Linked DNA regions of Sus scrofa: regions 1 and 2 are each linked to region 3. The links are chromatin contacts, called in public Hi-C and HiChIP or PLAC-seq maps. All regions are on one chromosome and are shown on one strand. Each heading gives the region's core, a stretch centred on a gene start, on an enhancer-like site or on the middle of the called end of the contact. The rest is flanking DNA. Distances are from core to core; before and after follow the strand shown. Region 1 holds the start of SPOPL (speckle-type POZ protein-like). Region 2 holds the start of NXPH2 (neurexophilin-2). Region 3 holds the start of HNMT (histamine N-methyltransferase).

What was found. Hi-C and Micro-C count contacts between places; a contact is called where the count stands out from the background. HiChIP or PLAC-seq counts read pairs in DNA pulled down with a chosen protein or histone mark.
Region 1: a contact with region 3 is called in an H3K27ac HiChIP or PLAC-seq map of alveolar macrophages. The contact joins the promoter of SPOPL here to the promoter of HNMT in region 3. A contact is called at or near these places in 2 of 5 promoter capture datasets (fetal skeletal muscle and liver) and 2 of 2 datasets of contacts at active chromatin or transcription factors (alveolar macrophages and skeletal muscle).
Region 2: a Hi-C map of heart right ventricle shows a contact between it and region 3, with 2.7 times the contacts expected there. The contact joins the promoter of NXPH2 here to the promoter of HNMT in region 3. A contact is called at or near these places in 1 of 47 Hi-C or Micro-C datasets (heart right ventricle) and 2 of 2 datasets of contacts at active chromatin or transcription factors (alveolar macrophages and skeletal muscle).

What each region holds. Positions count from the first base shown.
Region 1 is chr15:13,205,734-13,209,306 of Sscrofa11.1, reverse strand. It overlaps SPOPL (speckle-type POZ protein-like), which reads left to right and starts at 1,640. Exons shown (of 11, transcript XM_001924688.6): 1 at 1,640-1,805.
Region 2 is chr15:12,951,037-12,954,881 of Sscrofa11.1, reverse strand. NXPH2 (neurexophilin-2) reads right to left here and starts at 1,820. Exons shown (of 2, transcript XM_003133263.5): 1 at 1,343-1,820. The coding sequence starts at 1,393.
Region 3 is chr15:13,766,608-13,770,186 of Sscrofa11.1, reverse strand. HNMT (histamine N-methyltransferase) reads left to right here and starts at 2,081. Exons shown (of 6, transcript NM_001244561.1): 1 at 2,081-2,229. The coding sequence starts at 2,093.

The DNA of each region.
Region 1 (3,573 bases), core at 391-2,890, 560 kb after region 3:
CAATCTTTTTATTAGCATTATTTACAAGTCGTATTTACTAGTACTATTTACTTTTTTTTTTTTTTTTTTTTTTGGCTCTTTAGGGCTGCACCTGCAGCATATGGAGGTTCCCCAGGCTAGAGGTCAAATCAGAACCATAAGTGCGGGCCTATGCCACAGCCACAGCAACATGAGATCCAAGCAGAGTCTGTGACCTACACCAAAGCTCATAGCAATGCTGGATCCTTAACCCACCGAGCAAGGCCAGGGATCAAACCGGAGATCTCATGGACACTAGTCAGGTTCGTAACCACTGAGCCACGACAGGAACTGCTATTTACTATTATTTTATCAGTGGATAGTCACCTAACACTGCAAGGAAAAAAATGATATATCCTAACACAGTAAAGAGATCAAGCGTAGGGGAAAGACTCTTATGAGAATACTCCAACCAGCAATTTGACATCCTTGTGGTGGAAGTTTATCGAACCACTCCCCAGCTAGAAGTCAGTCAAGTACCACTCACTTCTTAACTCCCAACTGGAAATCTACTTAATTATAGCAATTTGATTCCTTCAACATATTACATTAGTGCCTAATAATGGCTGATTAGTAAAAGACAAGGCGTGAGTGAGTGATAAGGGGTTGACATAGCTAAAAGGTCTGGGCAAAAATTACATGTAATTTTCACCGTTTAACTGGTTTTTGTTTAACCGGGGTTTTGTTTTGGAGAACGTGAAATTCTGCACTAACATTTCCTCTCCCCACAATCCTCAACACGTCAAAGCTCACTTCTGCTTTTTAACTCTTGGCCTAAGGCAGCTCTGAACTCTGATCTTGCTGGTCTTACTTATCCTTTCTAAAAATCTGTCTGGCGTTGATTGTATTCCACGCACGTTTTTTGTGAATAAGACTGCCCATTTAGCACCGATGTCACCTTTCTCTGAACTCCAGGAGGCAGTCCCCTCATCTCTGAAGGCATTTGCTTAGACAGAGCTCTATTTACCAACTCACAGCCTCAGGATGCCGCCAAATCTGTGCTTCGTAAGCATCCTCAGAAGCCCTTCGGCGGACCTCTCCCCTCCCTAGTCCGAGACTGCAGGCTCATCTCCTCCAACCGAAAACCGTTCGACCGTGGCACTTCATTAGTCTACCAGACTATATACTGCTGTTTTTGTTTTAGCAGTTTATACAGTTCTTGGCTCAGCACAAGTTAAACCTTGGCTTTCTAACTTGGTACGGCCCTAAGGAAACCGTGCGCAGAAACGGCAGCCGCCCTCACCCGACCCGGATCAATTAGACCTGTTAAAAGGCGCTGTCACTGGGCTTTTTAGGTAAGGAAAGTTTTAAGCTAGGCCAAAGTTGGGGAGACGAGAGGAGCTCGCCCGACTGGGAGCCCAGGGCTCAGCGCAAACCGCGGCGACTACATTCAAAACCCGGCGGCGGATCCGGCCCGGCCCGGAAATGCCCGGCGCGGGAGGGAGGGAGGAAGAGCTTCGCCAGCCGACGCCGCCGCCGCGCGCACGCGCCCTCGCGGGCTGGGGCTGAGGCTGGAGTCGCAACTCGGAAGCTGGAGCCCGGACGGGCCCGGGGCGGGGGGGGCGGTGCGCGGGGGCGGGAGCGGCGGAGGCGGCCGCCCCTGGCGGCGGATTTGTTTATCCCGAGGAAGAAGTTTAGAAGCGGGAGACAGGGAGGAGGGCGGGCCGGGGAGAAGGGATGCGGTTCGGCGGAGGCGGCCGCCACAGGGACTCGCCGCCATCACCTCCGCCGCCTCTGCGGGAGAGGAGCCTCCGCCGGGACTGCCCGCCGCCGCCCCGCACGTCTGGGTAGGTGCCCCTCCCCCCTCCGGGGTCCCCGCCGCAGCCTTGGCCTCTTGCTACCCCTTGTTCCCCAGGACTCACCTGCACTGCAGCCTAGCGGCCTCCCCTTCCCTCATCTCGGCGCCCCCATCGCTCCGGGTCCAGGACCCCCGGTCCTGAGGCGTACCTCACGCTCCCGTCTCTCAGCCTCACCCCCGCCCCCGGACCTACCAAACCTCGCGAGTCTCTACTTCCCCTGGGAATCACCCCCCCATTTATTTCCCAGCTTCCGCGTACCTGGGTCCCCCCGACTTTCCCCCCACAAGCCCTGCCTCCTTTCCTTTCCCAGTCTCCCCCCTTTATACCTGTAGACCTCCACGCCCGCCCCTTTATACCACGTCTCTTCCCACCCGGGGCACTGCCCAAAGCGAGAAACTGCCCCCCCACCCCCTATTCTTTTCCATACCTCTTGTCCCAAACGTCCACCGTCGAAACTATCCATCTTAGCCCATTTTAGGATGAATCCTCTGCCCTCCAGCCAGACCACTCGGTACCTCCACCCCAGTGGTCATGCCCTTAACCTCCCTACCTCCAGGCGCACGTTGCTGTCTCATAAATTCTCTCTCACCAGGGACATCAAGCTAACTCTGGTTCAGGGTCCAAGTCCTGACTTCCCCCTTTTCTACTCTCTTTTGCTAGCCTTATCCCTTCACTACTCCTCTTCAATCTATGCAGTTGTGTATTGAATCACAGACAGGGATGGGCATGGTAGAATTTTCTCCCTCAAAGCAGTAGATCCAGTAGAAATAGGATTCACCTTCTGCTTATCCCAACTTTTGGCTTCTTTCTCTGTGAATAGTGTCATTCAGCCATACTTTTGATGATTTGTCTGTATTTGAATACTCCTGGCCTAGATTGTTTCATGATAATATTCATCTTACCAGTTTTTCCTTGTAGCTGAATCTCCTGTTTCTTACACTAGAAACTTAAGTAATAAAAGATTCATACCTTGGGAAATTATATTTCTCTTGCCATAACGATCAAGCTGGACTATTTCAAATTATCATTGTGTTATTCTTGAGAGAACTGGTGCCCTTTGGTTAAAAGTTCAGACTTGTAGCCTAACTGCCAGGATCTAAACCCCTGCCTTTCCATCTACCAGCTCTGGCCTTGGGCAAGTTATTTAATCTTAATCTCTCTGTGCCTCAGTACTGTTACAGCTGTAGAATGGGGATAGTGATGTACTCCATAAGATGGTGGCGATAATTGCATAACTTAAGGCAGGTAAAATACAGCAGTGCCAGGTACATGGTAAGAGTTCAATAAATGTTCTCTATCATCATCTCTTAGCTTGCTTTAGTGTGGCTATTGGTAGATTAATTTTGAGGGAGGAAGGTGGAAATGGAAAGCTATCTTTTTGTGCTTTTTTATTTAACACCCTTTGTGATTTAGCTATGATTTGTATTTTATTACTGTATAAATTAATTCCTTTTGATGTAAAAAGTACAGAGTTTTAGCTCCCTATTTTAAGGTGAAGTTAACCAGGCTACAAGCAGGTCAGGACTATTTTCAGGTACCTGTTTAAAAGTATAAAAATTTTATCTTTGTTTTGAGAATAACTGACATTGAATTATGTAGCAGATTTATCATAGTGAAAAATAAAGATTTTACCAATAAGAATTTTAGTACTACAATTAAATATGCAAAACTGGTTGGATACTTCACTCCTACCTGTCCTTTATTTTGGAAGGCAGCTATGCTCACCACTATACCACCAACACACACAGTGTCCTTT
Region 2 (3,845 bases), core at 571-3,070, 820 kb after region 3:
TCTGTTGTAAAAAGAATGGACAGGGTGCCCTCTCCCCTTTACTAAGACTTTTTAGAGTCCCTTCCATCCTCAAAACTTGCCAAGTATCTCTGGCTCTACAATATCATATGTACCAGAGAAACTTTCATAAATTACTTGATCTTTCCCTCTAAAACAAAATATAGAAAGAAGGAGAGAGGGAAAGAGGAAGGAAGGAAAGCAAGGAAGGAAAGAGGGCAGGAAGAAAGGAAGGATCATTCTTGGGTTCCTTAACTTTGTTTTAATAACCCAGATTAAAGTGGGTAACGTCTTAAATAAGAGGACCAAAGAAGCCGGAGAAAGTCCTCTTAATAAGCACCGTATTAAGGTAAATGCCAAGAGTGCAGGAGAAATATATCACAGAGGCGAATGAGCCAGAGCAATCCCCTTTTATAATTTTACTTTAAAAGTTGTCTTCTTGAAGGTCTTACTTGGGATCGCCTTTAAATATAATTAACTAGCAACCCAGACAGCATATAGGTTTATTTCGGAAGGAAGAGAGCGTGGCGCCGCGCGCAAAGAGCGAGGTGAGATGGGAGTCATAGCGGGAACAGTCGCCTAGAGTCTCGCGGGCGGACCCTGAACCGCTTTCTAATACCCTTGCCATTCCTCAGCGCCCCGAGCCGTCCGGACCAAGCGGGAGTCTTCTGGAGCACTCTGCACGGTGATGCGGGGGAGGGGGCTCCGGCGAGAAGTTGGGTGTGAAAGTTACATCCTGCGCCCCCGCCGGCCCCAAACCTCATCCTAGTCCCCAGCGCTAGACGGGAAAACGAAGAGAAATCCAATCTGCCTCCTAAATCGGTCTTTTGCCTAAGTTTCCCCCAGCGAGGAGACACTAACCAGCCGTGCGAACAAGGATGCAGGATGCCGTGGTTAAGAAGTGTTTGCAGGCATCCGGGCAAAATACCACGTGAAAAATAAAAACTACCAAGCCCTTCAAACTCTGGTAGAGGCAGGTATTTCAGCCCATCCTCATCACGTCCGTCTATCCTTATCCCCTTCTCGACTGCTTCTCAATAAACCTCTTTCTTCTCTCGCATCTTCTCGGCCACTTTCTGCCTTCTTTAACCCAGTCCTCAAGTCCCCACCCTCCAAAAGCCCTTCACTCGCCTCAGGGTCCCCTCTATTCCATTCTCCGATTCTTCCCCTTCAGCCTCTACGCCAACCCCAAACTCCCTCTACTGAGCGCCCCCCCCCTCCCCCGGCCCCACGTCCCAAGCAGCCCCAGGCTCCGCTTCCGAGTCGGCCACCGGCGCGATTTTCCCGCCGAAACGCGGCCCCGGCGCGTGGGGCTCGGGGCGCGCGGCGGGTCGGGCACACTCACCAGCTGCAGCAAGCCAGGGACCACGACGAGGGGCAGCGGCCGCAGGCGCATGGTGCCGGCTGGCGCGGCGTCTCACGAGCTGCGCGCCTTCGCCTGCCTCTCGCGCATCTCCACTTCGGGGGGCAGGACTGAGGACGCCAGGGACACCGCGCGGCACTTCCCTCCCGGAATCCCAGCGCAGCGCAGCGTTGCGCGGCGCGGGTCGGGTGGGCGGGAGGGGAAGGGGGAGGGCGGGCGGGAGGTGCTTCTGGGGCCCCGGCGCGCCCCTCCTTGGAGGGGGCCGGAAAAGGAGAGTGCGGGGCGCTAGAGCTCCGGTGTGCTGCGCGGGTTTCCAGCGGCGCCAGCGGATCTGGCCTCCCCAGGTCGGGGCGAGCGCTGGGGGCGCCCGAGGGCAGGAGGCGGCGGCTCCTGCGCTTTGGTGCCAGATTCTGGCGCGAGGCTGCTCTAGAGATCCTGCCCCGCTGAGCGCGCTGGGGAGCCCGGCGAGGCCGGGTGCCACCTCCGCCCCCGCCTAGAAGAGGGCCGGTCCGGGTGGCTCGGTGAGGCCAGGCGCCCTGCCCACAGTCCAGCTCTTGTTCTTCTGGGGAGAGAGCAGGGGGAACTGGGGAGGGTGTCTCCCTGCGTGGATGCAGGAAGGGCGTGCAGGGTGTTCAAGGGGAAGGCGACAGCAGGGGCCTGGGGCGGGGCGTGGGGGGGGGGCTGCGAAGAGGAAAAGCTGGGGTAGGGGCTGCGATGTAGAACCCGAGACTCCCAGAGAGAGCGCCCCACTCCGCGGAAGCCCTAGCGCACAGAACCCAGAACAGAGGGTCCAAAGTGTGGCTGGCGCAGCTGGAAGAATTTCTGAAAGTGGAAAGTAGTGGGCACCTAGAGGGACCTCGAGGAGGGGAAGCGGTAGGGCTGTGAGCTAAGTGGAGAGGTCCAGGCTTACTCTGGTTTGAGGATGCTATAGGCTGCTCGGTGTCCAGGAGACAGAGCTGTGCCAGGACATTGGGAGAGAGGAATAAAGAGAGGAGACCCCGCCGCAGCCTCTTTGAGAGGGGTATATTTGAGGCCGAGGATGGGCGAGGCTGTAAACCTGCTGCCTGCTTTCTTCACCTGCATGTTAACAACTCTCCATTGGAGAGACCCTTAACCTTTAACCGTCTCTGTGCTGGATGCTCAAGTGGAAAAGTCAAGGGGCAGTGGGGCTCAGGGACTCTCACGTTCACAGCAAATGAGAATTTAGACATCATCCATCAACTCCTTTAGTGAACAGATGGGAAATCTAAGGTCCAGGAAGGTAAAAATCACTTTTCCAGGGATGAGCCTCTAGGCAGTTGCTTCAAAAGAATACTGCGAGGCAAGGCTAGTTTCTACATCCTCTTACAAAAAAGAAAAACATGTTGAGGCAAGGGAGTGGAATTACGATTGATTTTTCAGCCTTTAAAAAATAGAACACAACAAGTGAAATTTGGGTTGGAATTTTAGGGAGAAAATGTTTCCATCTCCTCCCCTTACTTTCCTCCCACTTCAAAATAGAAATGTAAGTCTTTGAATGGTCCAGGACCAAGGGCCTGAGGACTGAGCTGGGTAGAGCAAAGTCCCACCCTTCCTTTCGGTGGGTGTGTCAAGACTGTACAGATGGGGAGGGGAGGGAAGTCAGTCCAGAGTGTTCTAGGATCCCTGTGTGACTTAGAGGTGTTGTCCTAGAGGCTACAGGCAGGATATCTTTCTAACACAAGAGGCAAGTGGGGGTTTATATCCCTCCAAACCCCTTGCCAAGCCTGGGGGATTCGGGCTCCTGGCAAAGGACACAGCAGCAATAACCCCTTCTGCTTGTACTCAGACTCTTCTGTTCCTTTCAACAGACTCAAAACCAAAATCACTATTTGCATCTCTAAATCTATACCTCACCTCCTTATAGCTACCCGTCACCTCCACAAAAATTCTCTTTACGAAGACTTTGAGCTCACTTCCAGAAAGTTATTTTATCCTAGAAGCTTAAATAAGATGGCTTCAAAAATTGGAAGAGATCTCTGTAGGTTGATCTTCTTGTCTCAGTTTAAGTCCCTGGATAAGGCTGCCTTTCATATACAGGCAGTCTATAGGAAGTGATTAATAGGAAAGGATTTGGCAGACAGTAGAGGAACTCCTAGTAGGAAGGGGGCTGTGAGAAGAGAAGGGAGGGCAAACATTGTTGCAAGAAGCAGTTCTTCATTTAGACTGTTTCTGCTGGATCCCCAGCTGACTCATCTATAAAACCAGAAGGTGAGGTCCCCTTCTTGATTTAGTAGTTTCCAATTCTGTTATCACTAACTCTAAATGAGAAGTGCATGACTTAACACACTATAGAAATGAATAAGGGATTTAATTACTGGAATACTTCACCCTTTAAATTTCTTCCTACTTAAACCATTTCTGCACTTTTGGGAAATCGATACATAAAATTTTTAAGTGGAACCTAAGCTTGGACATGTGTCCTGATAATACTAAGTATTCTTACAAAGGAAATTGCTGAAGGGTG
Region 3 (3,579 bases), core at 832-3,331:
ACCCTTACTAAGTATTTGTTTGGTAGACGAATACATGAGTGAATGATTTGGATTGAGTTCTAAAGAGAAGAGTGGAAAATAGTAACAGATGAATTAAAAGCCGCAAGAGTCAGTATGAGGAAGGCCAAGCTAGCTGCAGAGAGATGGAAGCTAAATAACCCATTTATGGAGACCTAGGAGCTAGATTAGGGTCAGCCAACTAGGGCCTGTCGGCCAGACCAGGTCAGCACCTGATGTTGCACAGCCCATGAGCCAAGAATAAGCTTTACATTTTTAAACAATTGGAAAAATCCGGAGAAGAGTAATATCTTGTGACATGTGCAAATGACGTGAAGCTCAGTTCTCAATATCCATAGAGCAATTGCTTTAAATGTTATCTACATAATTTTCCCCACAACACTATGAGAGGTAATACATTGTTCTCATTTCTGATGAGCAAACTGAAGCTTAAGTTTCAATCAAGATCACACAGTTCATTAGTGGCAGCATCAGAAGCTACACCCACATTAATCTGCCTTTCCAGACTTCCTATTTCCTCTAGAATAAAAGCACTGGCTCTCAGAGTAGTGACACCATGAATTGCTTATAGGAAAGGGTTGAGGTGAGTGCTGAATGCTTGGAGGGCAGCTTTGGAACTGAATTAGAGGAATTTGTTGGGCTTCAAGGCCCCTTGGAGGAGACTGAACTCAAAGTCTCTGGCCAAGACAAGAATTACCAGACCTTTATCATCACCCCACCTGTCTATTTGTAAGACTCCTTTCCCCACCTTGAGCAACCTGGCCTACTCATTCCTGCCCCCAGCTAGAAAAGTTATGTGGCTCACTCCTCACTGACTTCTATTGGGAACTTACATACCCCCAACCAACCTGCAAGTGTATCGGAAGACCCCTCTTTCCCCAACCAGTGAGCAGGTCAGCAGGTGTTATTGAGAGATCTCTCTTCTCCCAGGGTTATAAAAACAGACAGGACTATGTGCTTATTGCTGTCTCTCCCCGATTATCAGGAAGTTGTCCTACTGCTCCTACAGAGTCTCATCTCAATAAACTCTGCTTTCTCTCCACCTCACCATGCTCAACAAACTCTTGTTTCTTTTCACCCCAATACTTCTTCCAACCCACCTGCACAGACCACAACAGAAGGGAATGGTTTAGACAGACACACTTCCGAGAGGAATTAACTCATTTAACTGCCGTAACTCCTCCAGGAGTTCGACGCTATTATTAACGTCCCATGTTGGATAAGGGGTGGCTTTTTTTACACACCATTTCCCAGGTAAAAGGCCTGGATACTCAAAATACTTTGTGTCTTTTGATTGGTGACACCACTGGGTCTCCAAAAGTTCTTCCAAAATTCCAATCTTATTTTTCTGCAAGTCCATGTTCAGAAGCACTTAGGAAAGACTTCCTATGGATTGAAGAATTTCGGTGGCCTGCCTGCTTTCCCTGAGCATCCTCTCTCTGGTCCCTCATTTTCTGCCTCCCCCCCGTGCCCCCAGTCACAAGTCAATCAGCATATGAAGAAATGAAGTAGAGAAGTTTAAGGTTCTAGTGAAGGGCAAGAAAGCTTGGGGGCAGATGACAATCTTTTGTCAAAGATTCAGCAGCTGTATATTTCCGGAAGTGGTTTACAGCCTTAGCACAGGCTGCTTTACTCCTGTGTTTATGGCCTTTGGCCCTTTAAAGCAGCCACATTCCCATTTGGAATTTCACTAGGGGCAGCTGCTGCCAAAGCAGGAAGTGATTTGAATGTAGTCTGTTTTTCGGACTTTCTGAACTTCTGGAGTTCTGAAACAAGTTTTAGCCGCAGGTTTACTGCTTTGCTTTCCTACTAATACTTCTTCTAAAACACCTGTGCAGGGGTTAAAGTCTCAGTGGCCAAGTCCAAAGTCCTGTACAAATACTGACTCAGAAATGAGCTTCACACACCCAGCCTTGCCAGCTCGTTAAATTCAAAAGACTTTTTTTTTTTTTTTTTTTTTTTTTTTGATAGAGACTGGTGGGGGTGAAAAGAAAAAGAAGGAACTAGGAAGAGAAAGAAGGGAAGAGGGAAGTTAAAGCTTCCTTCCCTCCCTGTCTTTCTCAGAAAACCAAACATGGCATCTTCCATGAGGAGCTTGTTTTCTGACCACGGCAGATATGTTGAATCTTTTCGGAGGTTTCTCAACAATTCCACGGAACACCAGTGCATGCAGGAATTCATGGACAAGCAGCTACCAGGCATAATAGCAAGGTAACAAAACAAGGCCTTTTTTGATCCCAGGGAAGAGCCTCGGGCTCATTCTGTGCAGTGATAGATGGGGTTGAGCCTGCCTCTGCAGGCTGGATGCGGGGATAAGAACCAGGCAGGCACTAAGAACAGCTCGGCTCGCCCCCTTCTCCTGCCGCGTTTCAGTTCGATGCTCTCTTTAAACATTCAAAGGCTCTGATTTGTGCTGGATTTCCAGCTGCAGGGAGATAAGCGTTAACCATTTGAAGGCACAAATCCACGTTCCTCGGGGTAAAGATAATATCCAAATCTTTGAGCTCATATTTTTCAGCCCTCTAAAAAAAAAATCCCAAATGGAGTCTATTGTTCTTTTCATTAGAATCAAAATAATTACCAAATACTATTCACCCCTGAGGATTGAGTGGGTGGATGCCTCTCAATTCTCTTACTATCCATTTAAATTCATTTTCCTTATCCATTATTATAGTTATCACTCTCTCTTAAAAAAAAAAATTGTCTTTTACTTTCAACTTAATATTAGCTATGTGGCCCTGAAAAAGCATTTTCCCATTATCAGTGAAACTTGCTCGTTCCTATCCTTCTCCAGACTCCTTTTTTTGGTGATTAATGTGTTCAATTTGTGCCAGAGCTGATAAGCATTATGAGAGTAACAGATTCCACATGCTAAAGATAATCAAATAACCTATCTGGGGGTGGGTTGCTGTAACTTACTCTGCTTCAGGAAATAACGATGGAAAACTGGGGAGAAAAGACTGTGGATCCAATTTGCAACAGCAAAGGAAACTGATATTTTTATCTTTTGCTGGATTTTCCTATTGTAGGCCTGCACTTCTTTCATCAGGATAGTTAACTCTGCCTGACCAGAGAAGGCATTGTTGGATGTATATGGAATTTTGTTTCCCCTTTTATCTTCTATTTTTCGTGGTTCAGTTTTTAAGTGTGCTTTTTAAAAAAATGAGTACTATATAATATGTTAACAATAAGTGAAAGGGTAACAATGCAAAAATCAAAGCAGACAGCAAATATAATTTCTTATCTAGGACCTAATCATAGTTCACTTCTTTTTGTTCATTTAGAAAATTAAAGGTAATGAGTTATTTTGAGTTCTTGTGCCGTATTAACTATCTGTGTTCATGTCTGTGGCTTATGCAGATCCTTTGTTTACTTCAGCTGTCAATTGGATTTGAACATGTACTTTGAATGCACAAAATACAACAAATGATTATGACCCCTGCCCTGTCTTCAAGGTGTATACAATCTAACTGGAAATACTGAATGTAAAATTTGCGAAATACTGAAGAATTTTCAAAGGCATAATTAAGCTTGCACTATAGTGGTAATATACAGTTAGAA